Regions from separate parts of the Rattus norvegicus genome. Here region 2 is linked to region 1. Evidence: chromatin contacts called from public Hi-C data. All regions are on one chromosome and are shown on one strand. The core of a region is the stretch at or near the end of the contact, and the rest is flanking DNA. Distances in the headings are between cores, read along the strand shown. Region 1 has its middle 73 kb from the start of Lyplal1. Region 2 has its middle 280 kb from the start of Tgfb2.

The links. Hi-C and Micro-C count contacts between places; a contact is called where the count stands out from the background.
Region 2: a contact with region 1 is called in a Hi-C map of Schwann cells, with 3 times the contacts expected there. The contact joins two enhancer-like sites. A contact is called at or near these places in 5 of 12 Hi-C or Micro-C datasets (the A7r5 cell line, the Rat2 cell line, Schwann cells and 2 more).

The regions. Positions count from the first base shown.
Region 1 is chr13:100,259,192-100,265,744 of GRCr8, reverse strand. It overlaps the pseudogene Rpl27a-ps6. Among named protein-coding and RNA genes, the nearest start is that of Lyplal1, 73 kb to the right of the region's middle. Within about 2 kb of position 2,039, at least 48 of the 93 cell types and tissues checked have an H3K27ac peak or open chromatin away from gene starts, as enhancers often do. A contact at or near this core is called in Schwann cells, where this site is marked.
Region 2 is chr13:100,511,245-100,518,138 of GRCr8, reverse strand. No RefSeq gene overlaps it. Among named protein-coding and RNA genes, the nearest start is that of Tgfb2, 280 kb to the left of the region's middle. Within about 2 kb of position 3,183, at least 12 of the 93 cell types and tissues checked have an H3K27ac peak or open chromatin away from gene starts, as enhancers often do. A contact at or near this core is called in Schwann cells, where this site is marked.

The DNA of each region.
Region 1 (6,553 bases), core at 790-3,289:
AAATATTATTAATGCTCAAGGTTTGCATCTGTATGAGGAAAAAATAAAGTCATGAGGAGAAATCACAGTTGTTATTATTCCTTGGCTTGTGTTTTAAACACACACACACACACACACACACACACACACACACACACACTCCCTTTCTGCATCTGGCTGTGTTTGATATAGAAGAACCAGTGTCGAGGGATTCTCTGGGACTAAAGTTATATACAGATGTTCAAATTATAAAACTGAAACATGGGAACAATTTTGTTCCTATCCTTAGAGACTGGTCCTGGCTCTCTACTTACAAACAAACTTACCAAATTCCTGATTTAAAAAAAAAAAATTGGTTGAATTTTCCACATGCATCATAACAACTGAGGAATTTTATTCTTGCATCAAACCTGCTGTCAAAAACAACCCTGGAGGGGGGGGACAATAAACAAAAAACAAAGCAAAACAAAACAAAACAAAACAAAAAAACCCAACCCTTGCCTTGTACCCTGTGTTTTGTTCAATGCGAGCTGCCTGAGGTCCCTGGGGCAAGCGTTCATTGTTTGACTGGACCACTTCAGACCACAGAGAAAAGAAGCTCTGTGACCAGGCAGAACTGGCTGACTAAGGGGCAGAGACATGAAGCTAGTCCAGAGGGAAGAGAGAGAGAGAGAGAGAGAGAGAGAGAGAGAGAGAGAGAGAGAGAGAGAGAGAGAGAGAGAGAGAGAGAACTATGTTGAAGTGATGTAAAAGCAAAGGAAAATGGGAGTTCGGCAGCCAACAGCCATTGGGAAGAAAGCAAAGTTCAGGACTGGAGTCGTCCAGATGGGTCTGCAGCTGCTCACAAAAACAGTAAGGTTTCCTGCCCTCTTTCTTGCCACCGCCATGCCATCTTGACTGAGGAAGAACTGGAAATTCCGAGGCTACGTGAGCCACGGCCAGGGTCACATGGGTAAGCACCGCAAACACCCAGGAGGGCCCGGGGATGCTGGAGGCATGCGTCACCACAGGATCAACTTTGACAAATATAACCCGGGTAGCTTCGGGAAAGTTGGGGTGAGGCATTACTGCTTGAAGAGGAACCAGAGCTTCTGCTTGGCTGTCAACCTGGATAAATCATGGACGTTGGTCAGCGAGCAGACACGGGATAATGCAACAAAAAACAAGACCGGGGCTGCTCCCATCATGGATGTTGTGCTATTGGGATGCTACAGAGTCCTGGGGGAGGGGAAGCTCCCTGAGCGACCTGTCATCGTGAAGGCCGAAGTCATCAGCAGAGGAGCTGAAGAGAAAAGGGTGCTGGAGGTGCCTGTGTCCTGGAGGCTTAAAGCCACTTCGGAGGTTAATTAAGTGCTAACATTAAAAAAAAAAAATAAGGTTTTTCTTCCTTCTCTCAGAGTGGGAACAGTGTCAAGACAAACGCACTTGAACAAGATTGTTGCCAGGGGCAAGCAGGATAGCTCAGTGGGTGAAGAGCTTGGCAGGCAAAACATGGGGACCGGAGTTCAGAACCCCAGCCGGTAAGAAGAAGTCAGGTACCGAGTCATTCACTGCACTGAGGAGCGGAGCTCCGTAGTTGCGTGGAGTCTTACAGACCATTTAGATGAATTGGTGAATTCCAGTGTCCGGCGAGGAGGGAATCACAAATCTGGGTGGAGGAGGTCTCGTGCCCTCCCGATGCAGAAATATGCTGCAATGTTATACAGATCAACATTCCCAAACTGTTCCTTTCTCTGCCTGCCCATGTGGTTCATCTGCCCTGTGCAATCTCAGAACAAAGACAAAAAAACCTCCCAGGCCGGTTGTAAAGGCTTCATTCACTGAGGCTGGCCCCAGGGCTAAATGGGTGAGTCCTGCCAGCCATCAAACCCAGCCTGTAAACATGTGCGGCAATTCTCTAAGCAAATTGGTTCCTTAATATGGTAAAATCTGAGCAGCCAAGGGGAAAAACTGGTGATCTCATAGCCCAAAAGATGACGGAGTCACAGCCCCGTATTCCTGAAAAGCACCCAGGCTTCCGTTCCTGATCTCTAAGGATGGAGCAAACAGGAGAATCGGTGGGGCTTGCTATTCAGCGCTCACTCTCAACCAACCCTTTCTCCTGTGAGGGAGAGAGAGCACAGTGGTTTAATTCACAACTTATAGGATTTTTTAAAAATACTAAACCATTCAAATGTTTTCTATATTAACCAGCGTATCTAGAGATCCGCAGGGATAAATAAACGCAGTGAGCTGGCAGGGGCCTTCGGTGGCATAATGACTGCCAGTTATACGCAGTAAACAAAACACAATACCCACTGCAAGCTCAGGAGATCGCCCGGTCACGCGGGGCATAAGTCATTAGCTGAATGACTCCAGCAGCAGTGGCTCCGAAGCAAAATTAAGCCGACGGTTCCCCCTGTGGCTATTATGAAGAATTGTAATGCTGGCATAAATAAAGAAATAACCAGAGAAGAAGGCTTTGTTGTGCCTTGGAAATGATTGAAAGCTAACGTCCAACAAATAACTGTGCAGCCCAGCTCTCACCTCTGGGAAACTCTGCGCAGGGGTGGGGGCTGGGAGAAGAGAATTCCCTACTCCTGTGGACACCGAGATCGGCCTGGCGCCTGCTCCCATGTGCTGTAGGTAGAGCACGGAGCCGCTGACATATTATCAATCTCAAAATGACAAATTTCTCTCAGCTATAAGACAGATACTATTCACTGATTCAGAAAGGAATGCTAAGCTGAACACAGGACAGAGAGAGGACAAACCTCCAGCCAGGCTCTCTCAAAGCTAGGTGGCCAACAACCTGGAAGGGAACAGTTTCCAATTTTGACTTTGGCCACAGGACCCAGCCATATTTTACTGAGAACCAACGTTCATTTAAAAAAAAAAATGAACCAGCTAGTCATTTGTTCCTCTTGGATAAGTGAACTTGGCTATGGGACACGATCACACAAAAAGACTCCCGGGATCATCGTGATCCCTGGCTGTGCTGGGTCAATATCTTGTATTTCTCACTCCAATTTCTTTATCTGTTTTACGAAGTCTTCAATACGGCTTTATCACAATCTCGGAAAAGGAGAGCTCTGGGCGCACTGCTGTGAGCACACAGTCTTATAAACACAGACACATTTGTATCTTTCCACAGTGCCGGGCTTTATTAAATAACAATCAGTTCCCGAGCTATGTTGGTTTTCTTGGCAACATTTGTCAAGTAATCCCCACGTCTCCAGAGAGCTGGCTGAAGAAATGGGTTTTCTTCTAAGCTCAGATCACACATTACAACAGGAATTATACAGTACACACATTCCATAGCAAATATATCTATACTGTGTAGACGTAAAGATTTGTTAGGTTACACATGGCTACCACAAGAATTCCACACTGGACAAATAACAGAGAGAACAGTTCAAATAGGCTGTGTCACCAGTGAAGGCAAACCAAGCTGAAGACCCTGGGATGCTGGGATGTTCCCTGCCTGTTTTCCGTTTAAAGCACACACCAGCAAGTCAGATGACAGGTCAACAGAGTCACCGCCGTCCATGGCAGTGTGATGTGTTCCAGGTGAGGAACTTCCCTCTTTCCTCAGGCTGGGTGCTTTCCTGATATGACTGAAATAAGTTCGTGTGCTATGTCATCTCAATGCACTTTAAGGTAGCACACTTTCTCCTTCCAGGATAAATCATTCCTCAGCCTGTGCCTCATGGGCAGACAGATGATGCCATCTGTACGTAAACTCCCTGCTCAACCGATGTGTACAACCATCCTCCATCTTCAATTTGGAGCCCAAAACTGTTGGTGAAAGGGGTCTCTTGGGGCAGGGCATAGACCACTGTCTTGCACAACTTGGGGTAACTGGAGCGGGGCAAAGCCTAATCTCAACACTAGTAAAGTGTCATCTTTAAAATGTCTCAATGGTAGATTTTTTTTCCAAGTGGCATCTTAACAATATCCACTGGTTTTAGGTTCCAACTACAGGCAGATTTATCTTCCACAGCGCACCATTTGGAAAGTTAGCTACCAGCTTCAGTCTCCCTAAGCAAACTGAGATTATGTCTGATTCGATTGGATAGAGATGCAGACTAGTTCTACAGATGGCTTTCACAGGACAGACACTCCAAAGACTTACATTCCCACGCCCATCCTTCCTTCCCTGCCTCTTTCTATCCTGAGGCTTCAGATGTCATTAACAGTCAGAGCTTGGCAGGTCTGGGTGTAGGTATGATAGCTTTGCCTCTCTGAGTATCTGTATTCTCCTTTGTTAATCTGTCATAAGAAAATGTAAAAGCAAGGTTCGTGACTTCTCGGTCCTTATAGGAATCAGGCTTTTGTTCATGAGTTATGTAACCTACGACCTCGAGTTTCCCTTTAGGGAGGGATGGGATCACTACACCAAGTGTGATTGCGGAACAGAAGTAAACATTTGAATGAAATGGTGAGTGACACATCCAACTTATGCTCAAAGACGGGTCAAGCCAGATTGTAGATAAAATTATGAATAAAACACTGTCCACCACTGCTCCCTGCTCGACTCCCCTAGCCTCTCCCCCTCCCCTTTGCTTTCATGGTTTCCCTTACTTCTTCAAGAGCCCTGGGGATAAATGAGCATCTCCCTCCATGTTCAGCTTTGATTGCTCTCATTGCCTGTGACACTTATGACCAGTTCAGGCTAAGGCCAACAGGACAAATAGGAATGATACCTATTTCAGGCAAGGAATGAGCCAATCCAGCTGCTCCAGAGAGATTGCCAGGGCTCTGCTCCACTGGGCCAAAGGATCTTCTACTCATTCATGCATGGTAGCTGCCAGGTTTGCTGAGGCATACCCATTATCTCAGTACTCAGGAGGGTAAGGAAAGAGGATGGAGAGTTCAAGGCCAATGTGTTACATTCGAAAATCTTGTACCAAACAAAATAAAACCCACAATCAAAACAATAGTTATAACAATAAATGATAATTACCAACAGGAAGTGCTTGAGGTCCTGGTACACTCTACATCACTACCAACAAACAAAAATGAATCTAGTAAGTGCACCCATAAAACGTTGACATCCTTCAAAGCAGATCATGCATCTAATAAGAGTTTAATATCAAAACAAATAAAGGCATTTTATGATATATTAATAAAAACACGCTAGCCCACTTCTAAATTAGCAAAGGATTTTATGGACTTTTCTTCAGAGAAGAAACACAAATGAGTACCAAATACATGAAAATACATGCAATATCATTAATCATTATGAAAATGTAAACCAGATGTGGTGGTGTAATCTCAGAACTCAGGAACTGGAGGCAGAAGAATAAGGAGTCCAGGCCAGCCTTGGCTAAATATTCAGTTGGAGGCCTGGATGTGCTTATGGAGACACTGATCCCATCCCCCACTAAATGGAAAAAAGAACCCACTATCGATCGCATCGGGTCACACTGACATATAATTGCAGTCAGAATGTAAGAAAGAAAAATGGCGAGCCGTAAAGAGAATGTGAGAGTTTCGGTGTCCATGCACTGATAGTCAGAATGCCAGTGTTACACCTCCTTTGAGGAATCATTCATTCCTTCTTTAAGAAGTGAACATAAAGTTTCCATACAACCTCAAAATTCTGGCTAGCTGTTGTAGCACATGGGTTTAGTCCCAGGACTCTGGAAGCAGAGTCAAGTAAGCTTTCAGGAGTTCAAGGCCAGCCAGGTCTAAATGGTAAGTTTGAGGCCATCCAGGGCTACACAGTATCTCATAAACAAAATAACCAACAAACAAATAAATAAAAAACCAGAAACAGCCAAGCAATTCCACTCCTAGGAACACCCACATGACAATGAAATGTATGTCAAGCAAAAGCTCTTGTGCAGATTTTGACAACAGCACTCTGCATCAGAGTCAGAAAAATGAAGCTACTCAAACGTCCATGAGTGGAATACTGAACATCTACCGGACAAACTAAATCCTTGCCAAAAAATTAAGTAGTGATCTGTCTACACTGAGGATGACTTCAAAAACACTGTGCTGAACAAAAGAAGCCATCCACAAAAGCTCAAATGATGCATGATTACAGTCACGGGCATTGTCTGGGAAAGACAGACAGCCTCAAAACAGTGGTCACCAGGAGCAGAACTGAGGACATGACAGTCTGGTTTGCTGATAGACAAGGAGTTCAATTTTAAGATAAAGAGAAACAGTTTTTGGATGAAATGCTGATAATAACGATACAGTTTTATAAATATGTAAGAACCATTGACATGTAATGGGTCTATTTCATAATATGCAAATTATATTTTTAATTTAAAAAGTTTATTTTTTTTTATTTTTTAGTGCCCCAGTTTGTCATTCTTATGTCTTCATGTTTGGACCAAAGTTTAAAAAAAAAATAGTATTTCTTCCAGCTCTGAATCAAGATCCCCACCCCCTTGGTATTATCTTCAGACTTCTAAAATTACTATTTTAATTGTATATGTTTATGTGGTACCATGTGGTCACATAATACATGTACACAGTTTGTGACTATTGCATCAAAATATTTAACATGCCTAACTTTATAAATATCTTACTTGGGACTCTTGATTAACATGTATAATTACACATACTAATGGATCTA
Region 2 (6,894 bases), core at 1,934-4,433, 250 kb before region 1:
TTCCTCCCTGCTTTTCTTCATGGCCTTGCCCTCTTGAGGAGAAGCAATAGAGCCAAACAATATTTAGAGAAAGCCACAGCTCCCACCATCACCACCAGACAGAACAGGACAAGTGGTCACAACTTATCTCAAACCATTTCTGTGCTAAGAATCCTGCCAGTTCCTTCCTTTCTTTGCTAACACCTCGGCTCTGGGCAAAGCATTTGTTTGTACAGGTTTGAAGCTTCATCTTCCCGATTCTGTGAGTTTTCGGGGAGGACAATTGAATAGACACAGTCACTCCCTCCAACTGATCCCAGTGTCATGGAACTTGGAGGGAGGACTTGGCATTAGCTAGGTGACACAAGATGAGCCCTCACCACGGGGTCCAGGGTGATGTAGAAGAGAACTCAGGAATCTCTCTGTGAGGACAGAGAAGAAGGCCACCAGTGAACTGGGAGGCAGGCCCTCCTCAGAGAGGAATGTACCAGCACCCTGATCATAGACTTCCAACCCTCCACAAACTGGGGGAAGACATTTCTTCTGCTGGCTACCATCTGTTTCTGGCTATCTCATTAGAGAAGCCCAACAATGACCAGAGTATCCGCACATCTCAAGAGCCGTTTAAACATATCAACAAACATGGAGTTGTACGAATAGGAACATTTGGTGGGAAAAGGTTAAAGCTCGTAAAACCAGAAGACTAAAAATTAAGGAAATGCTTGAAACTGGTTTCACTGGAAAAGTAGTAGTTTCTTTCTCTATAGGACATTTTTATTTGTTCTTTGAAAACCTCATACAGGTATCTTGATCAAATCCACCCCATATCCGGGCCTCGACACTTCCCAGAAGCCTTTTGTCACGTCTCTGCCCTAACCTTATGTCTCCCTTTAGTTGTTTATTTACCTACTGACTTGCAGTTAGTGAGAAGCCATGAGGATGGTTCTGGGGCCATCCCCCGGGGCAGGGGCAACTTACCAGTGGGCATACTTTCAAAGAAAAGTGTCTCTCCTTGTCCCAGCAGCCATCAACTGTTAACAGCTCCCCAGACAGGGCCTTGGAGCCCCCTCTTCCCATGCTGTACTTATTTGACTGTCTGTATTTTGTGCATGTAACTACAGAAGCTTGGGCTCATGTGTACACCAGCCTTGGTGTGTCCGGAGGACAGAATTTCAGAGCTCCCCTCCACACTACCCTCTGAGTCTTACTTTCTTTACACCAGCTCCTCTGTGCTGCTCCCTGAACCTGTAGAGTGATGTTGCTTTCACGCTGAGCGCTCACCTTTTATTCTCAGCACTTCTAACAGCAGCAACTGTCTGCATTATAGCAACTACCGACTGCAGTAAGATGTCTCTCTCACCAGGGTTGCAAGCAGCACAGATCCATAGATAGTATCAGGTATGAGTTCCTTCCTGTGGAGCGGGCCTCAAATCTGTTCGAGAGAGCGATTGTTTACTCCCATAAACAGTTACACCACTATTACACCAGCAGGCACAGCTCACCAGCAGGTAAGGATTGTAGCAGACAGCATCTGGTCCCGGATAAAGTCGTGGATCTCTCTTTTCCAGCCCGGGTAGTGATTTCCAGCACGATGGAAGCTACCAGCAGGGAGAGAGCCTACGCTCCGTTCAAGACCGATGTCTCTGTTTTCCTGTCGTCAAAGCGTGTGGTTGTCTTTTCAGCCATAGGACCTTATCATTTTCGGCTGGCAATCAGGAGGCAACCGTGGCGGTAGTTTGTTTGGGGTGACTCTGGATCCTCCAGGCATGGTGGATTGGATGAGAAATGTCCTCCATTGGTGGGTGTATTACACATTGAGTTCCTGTTGGTATTCTGTCTAAGCTCCACCCCCACAGCTACCTGGGAACTACAGGGTATGCTCCGCCCCACAGTTGCCTGGCAACAGTCAGCTGTGCCTGACACTATAAAAGGGGCTGCTTGCCCCTTCCTCTTCCTCTTACTTCTCTCTTCCCCTCTATCCCTGTCCCTTCTCTCTCCATCCCCCCACCTTCCCTCCATGTGCCCATGGTCCGTCCCCTCCCCTCCCCTCCCCTCCCCTCCCCTCCCCTCCCCTCCCCTCCCCTCCCCTCCCCTCCCCTCCCCTCCCCTCCCCTCCCCTCCTCTTCTTCTCTCATTTAAACCTCTCCAAGTTGAACCATGTTGGCTTGATGTGTTCTGTCTGGGCATGGGCTGAGATTTAAACCCTAACAGTTCCCAGTGCAAACCACCAAGCAGGATGGCAAAACTGACCTGAATTTGTAATCTCAACCCTGAGGTGGATGATGGGGCAGGCAGATTCCTGGGGCTCACTAGAGAGCAAGCCTGGCCTACTTTTGTAGTTCTAGGCCAGTGAAAGACCCTGTCTCAAATAACAAAATAGATAAAATAAATAAACAGAAGTGAATAGCATGCAAGGACACTCACACAGGAGTTTGTCCTCTGGTTTCCACATGCACTCGAGCGCGCGCGCACGCACACACACACACACACACACACACACACACACAAACACATGTACACTCTCATAGCCACAAAAACTGACAGATTATGTCTTCCCTCTTTCCCTTCCTTTTCCTTCTTTATCCTTCATTTATAACAAGGACATCTCACGATTTGACGAACCCCTTGATATTCACATGTGCATGAACAGCATGAAACCTAGGACACATGGTCTATGCCCAAAGAAATGATTTATAAAATCTGAAAACTTTAAACATAGCCAAATAGCTACAAGATTATTTCCATCTCAATATCTGAGCCTCAGACCAGAGCAGATGTCTCTTTTAAAGGGGAGACTTCTATAATCTGAAGACCACAGGAAACCTGGTACCTGAGGACACACTTAACTTCTGGGAGGAAGGGAGCTGTTTGGGAAGGCCAGCTTTCTAAAACTATCTGCACTTGTGGAAAACAAGTGATTCTTCTCTCCCTTGGAGGACCTTAGGGAAAATGTGTCTCCAATAATCCCTGTGGGGCCAGCATTTCAAAGACAACATAGGAACCGTGTGTCCTTATCCTGGCAGTTCACTGAGCCCAACAGCCATTGTGTCCCTAAAAGTAGCTGATCTCATGTCCCGTGTGCCCAAGTTCCTCATTCCTCAAATAGTAGATGTTTCTAGAAGCTCTGGGGGTAGTGCTGACTCACCTCACTGCCTGCACACCCGTGGGAGAAGCCCTGAGACCTAGGCAGCCAGTGAGAATCTGGACAGCCTCTCTTGTTATCAGATAGATCCAAGAATGCGGATGCGGCAATGAGCCGGGCTCTTAAGCCTCTTGTGGTCGACATGAATAGCATTCTTTCAATCGCTTCAGGGATGAAGTAGCCAAAGTCTTCGGCAATTAAAGACTCCAGCTCATGTGTTTGCAGTAGATGTTGGAAACATTTTACTTGGGGGGCGGGGCGGCGGGTTCAACCTTTTCAAGTCAGGTACTTTTATTCTAAGGCTGATGTTGCAAAAACAATGTGCTTTTGGTAATTTGGATTTTACTAGGCTAGAGAGAACCGAGCTGGTTGTAGTGTGATCGCCAGATACAGCCCATTCACAGAACCAGAAGTCGAAAGTCATTTCTGTTTGTCTAATATGGACTAAATGCAACCCACACTTCACAGGGTTGAACACCTCTTCGTTTTCAGTTTGTCTTTTAATCTCTAAACAGAATGGGCTAGAACCACACACAGAGCCCTGTCTCATCCCACTTTTCTTTTGCATTTCAGCAGCATAGCCAGAGAGAAGGGCTGATTGTCTCTTAGCTTTGTTTTCCTTAGAAGCTGTGTCTTTGTGTTTAATTTTGATTGCTTTTACATGTACACCCCTTGCCCTTCCCCATCCCTCCCCCCATGACCCTGTGTTCTCTCCCTCCGTCTCTTTCTTTCTGTACCTTACATAGATTACTTGCTGTATCTACTCTCTCTGTATCATTCATAGTTTAGTTTTGCTGCAGCTCCCAATTCCCATCAGCTTTGTATAACATTGTATACCCTTCCTCCTCTCCTCCGTTAACCTTGGGTCTTGCCAGTATCTGTTCTTGTCATTGCATTGGGCTCCTCATTGTGGATTGTAATGGGTGATTTATTTAGCTAAGGCATATATATGACACCGTGCTATATACATGTTTTAATAGTGTACAAGATAGAAGTGTGTGTGAGGAAACTTCCTCTCTGATAACCACTCTAACTTGCACTGGTAGCTGCTATTTTACATTTACCTGGTCCAATATCACCTCTCTTATTATATCATCTGGAATAAACTGCAAAGATCTCTCACTAATTATTCATGGAAAATGAATGATTTGGTTGATCTCACACAAGAGAATTGTTTGACCTTGCCCTTGTTTTATTCTAACAACTTGGGCTGGAGTGAACACAGACTCTTGGTCAGAGGCCCATTCTTCTTCCTTGAACTTCCCCAGTGACAGACAGCTGTAAATTCAGAGGACGGGCACAAGCAGCTGGACAGAGCAGAACAGTTCTTTCCAGATGGTTGTTGCTGTCTGTACTGGCTGGTTTTGTGTGTCAACTTGACACAAGCTGAGAGTTATCACAGAGAAAGGAGCCTCAGTTGAGGAAATGCCTCCATGAGACCCAGCTATAAGGCATTTTCTCAACTAGTGGTCAAGGGGGTAGGGCCCAGCCCATTGTGGGTGGTGCTATCCCTGGGCTGGTGGTCTTGGGTTCTATAAGAGAGCAAGCTGAGCAAGCCAGGAAAAGCAAGTCAATAAGAAACATCCCTCCATGGCCTCTGAATCAGCTCCTGCTTCCTGACCTGCTTGAGTTCCAGTCCTGACTCCCTTTGGTGATGAACAGAAATGTGGATGTGTAAGCTGAATAAACCCTTTCCTCCCCAACTTGCTTCTTGGTCATGATGTTTGTGCAGGAATATAAACCCTGACTAAGACATTATAAGTTATAAGTTGGGTCTCCTCAGTTACAGAAAATATGACTTACTTGACTGAGGTTGTCCTTGAACACGGCCTGGGGATAGAGGTGGAGAATTAATGGCCCACAGGGAGCTCATACAATTACTCAAGCCTGTGGTACAGACACTTCTGGGAAAATCCCAAAGTTCAAGGCATGAATATTCTGTTTAAAATAACAGCAGTTGAACTTGGAACTCAAGGCTTTGTTGTGTGGCTAGAAGGCTTTTCCTCACAACTGGTTAACACTGCTGCTGACAGAGAAATTCAACTAAATTCCAGAGACTCTCTGAAAGGGGCAGGAAGAGATGGAGCCCAAACACTCTAAGAAAGCAAGCTGTGACCCTTCCTCATTTTCTTACCTTCCTAAAGGAGAAACCTAAAATCCATGGGTGCCATTTTTTTTTTGTTCCTCATGGGACATGCCACATTTTTGGAATTGTACTTTCCATTTGATTTTATTATTGTTTGAAAGTTCATACACATATGCAATGTATGCTGGTCATATCCATTTTCTGCATTTCCTATTCCTTCCCTCCAGCTCTGCCTGAGTCACCTGTAGGGTATCTCTCATCTCCATTCCACTAAATCCAATTAGTGCTGCCTATAAGCATGTGGGTAGGGTCATCCACTGCATGGGCAGCAGACCAATACCACCCCCCAAAGAAAGGTAACCCCCTTCTGTAACAGCCATCGACTTCCACTTGATCCTCAGCTAGGGATGAGGCATTGGGAGTACCCCATCCATACTGGTATTTTTAACTCTTGATTTTGTGCAGGTTTTGTAACCACAGCAGCTGGGAGTTCAGACGAGAGCCACATCATGCCCAGAGGATGATATTTCACAGCACCTCTCCCATCACATTCCTTCGCCCCCTCTTCCACCATGTTCCTTCCGCCTCAGTGTGGGTCGAGGTGCTGGTTCAAAGACATCTCCATCTAAAGCTGAGCCCTCGCTTTACATCTTTAATTTAGATATTGGGGTTGGGCTTTGTCATTTGGCTTTGTATTTGCATGCACACTTTTGCTAATGGCTGTGTTACCACCAGCTCTGAGCACTGGCAGTCTTCTGGAAGAGCAGCTAGTCCCCTTAAGTGATAATAGATTTCTCCAGCCCCTTACCTTGTTCAGATTTTAAGTAAAGCTTCTGTAAATAAGTTCTGCTCAGTCTTCAGGCTAGTTCGGATCTGACTTTCTGTTGCTTGCATCCTGAAGTGTAGCCCTGAGTTTTGGTACCAGCATTTGGCAACGGGACTTCCTATTAATTCACATTTCAGTGGGAGATTTGCTGAACGGAGGAGGTGTTTGGAGATGGGCCTAGATCAGTCTTGTTGCAGAGAAGGAACAAGCTGTCTGTCAACTGTTGTTTTGTGCAAGCAAGACATACTTGTATTCAGGGTCTGTCTTTGATGGGTCCTTAGGATTTGAAGCTATAGCATTAAGGGCCAAGGAGGCTGTGCCTTCTACCAAATGTAAGATGAAGAGAGATAGCCAGGGCGGTGGGGAGGAATACCTGCCAGGGTGCCTATTCAGTGCCTGCTGTGTGGAGCATAGTCTTCATCTAGGGAAACAAACCCGACTGAGTCATGCCCACATGGAACTTTGTGTGATAGTCCACTTACTGATAGTACAAGAAAACAAACCACTTCAAGAAGTCCGTCTGTAGCACGTCATTAAAAACAGAGTAGGCTAAGAGTAGAGGGATGATGCACAGTCATATGATGCATGTCCTTACAGTAATAGCAGGCTCTCTGGGAACATCCTGGGTAGCGACTTTAACAGGAGTTGCTGAGGCAGGGACTCAGCTGCTATTTCAAAGCATAACAGGCTAGGTGGACAGTACGGCAGAAATACAGTGAGGTTCCGGTGTAGGACCAGAAGGGACAGAATGCCCCTGGGAAATTTAAAATGAAGTTACATATATTAGAATCGGCTTAAATTGTGGTAATGGGGCCATTAGAGGGATTTAGAGCTCTCTCTCTCTCTCTCTCTCTCTCTCTC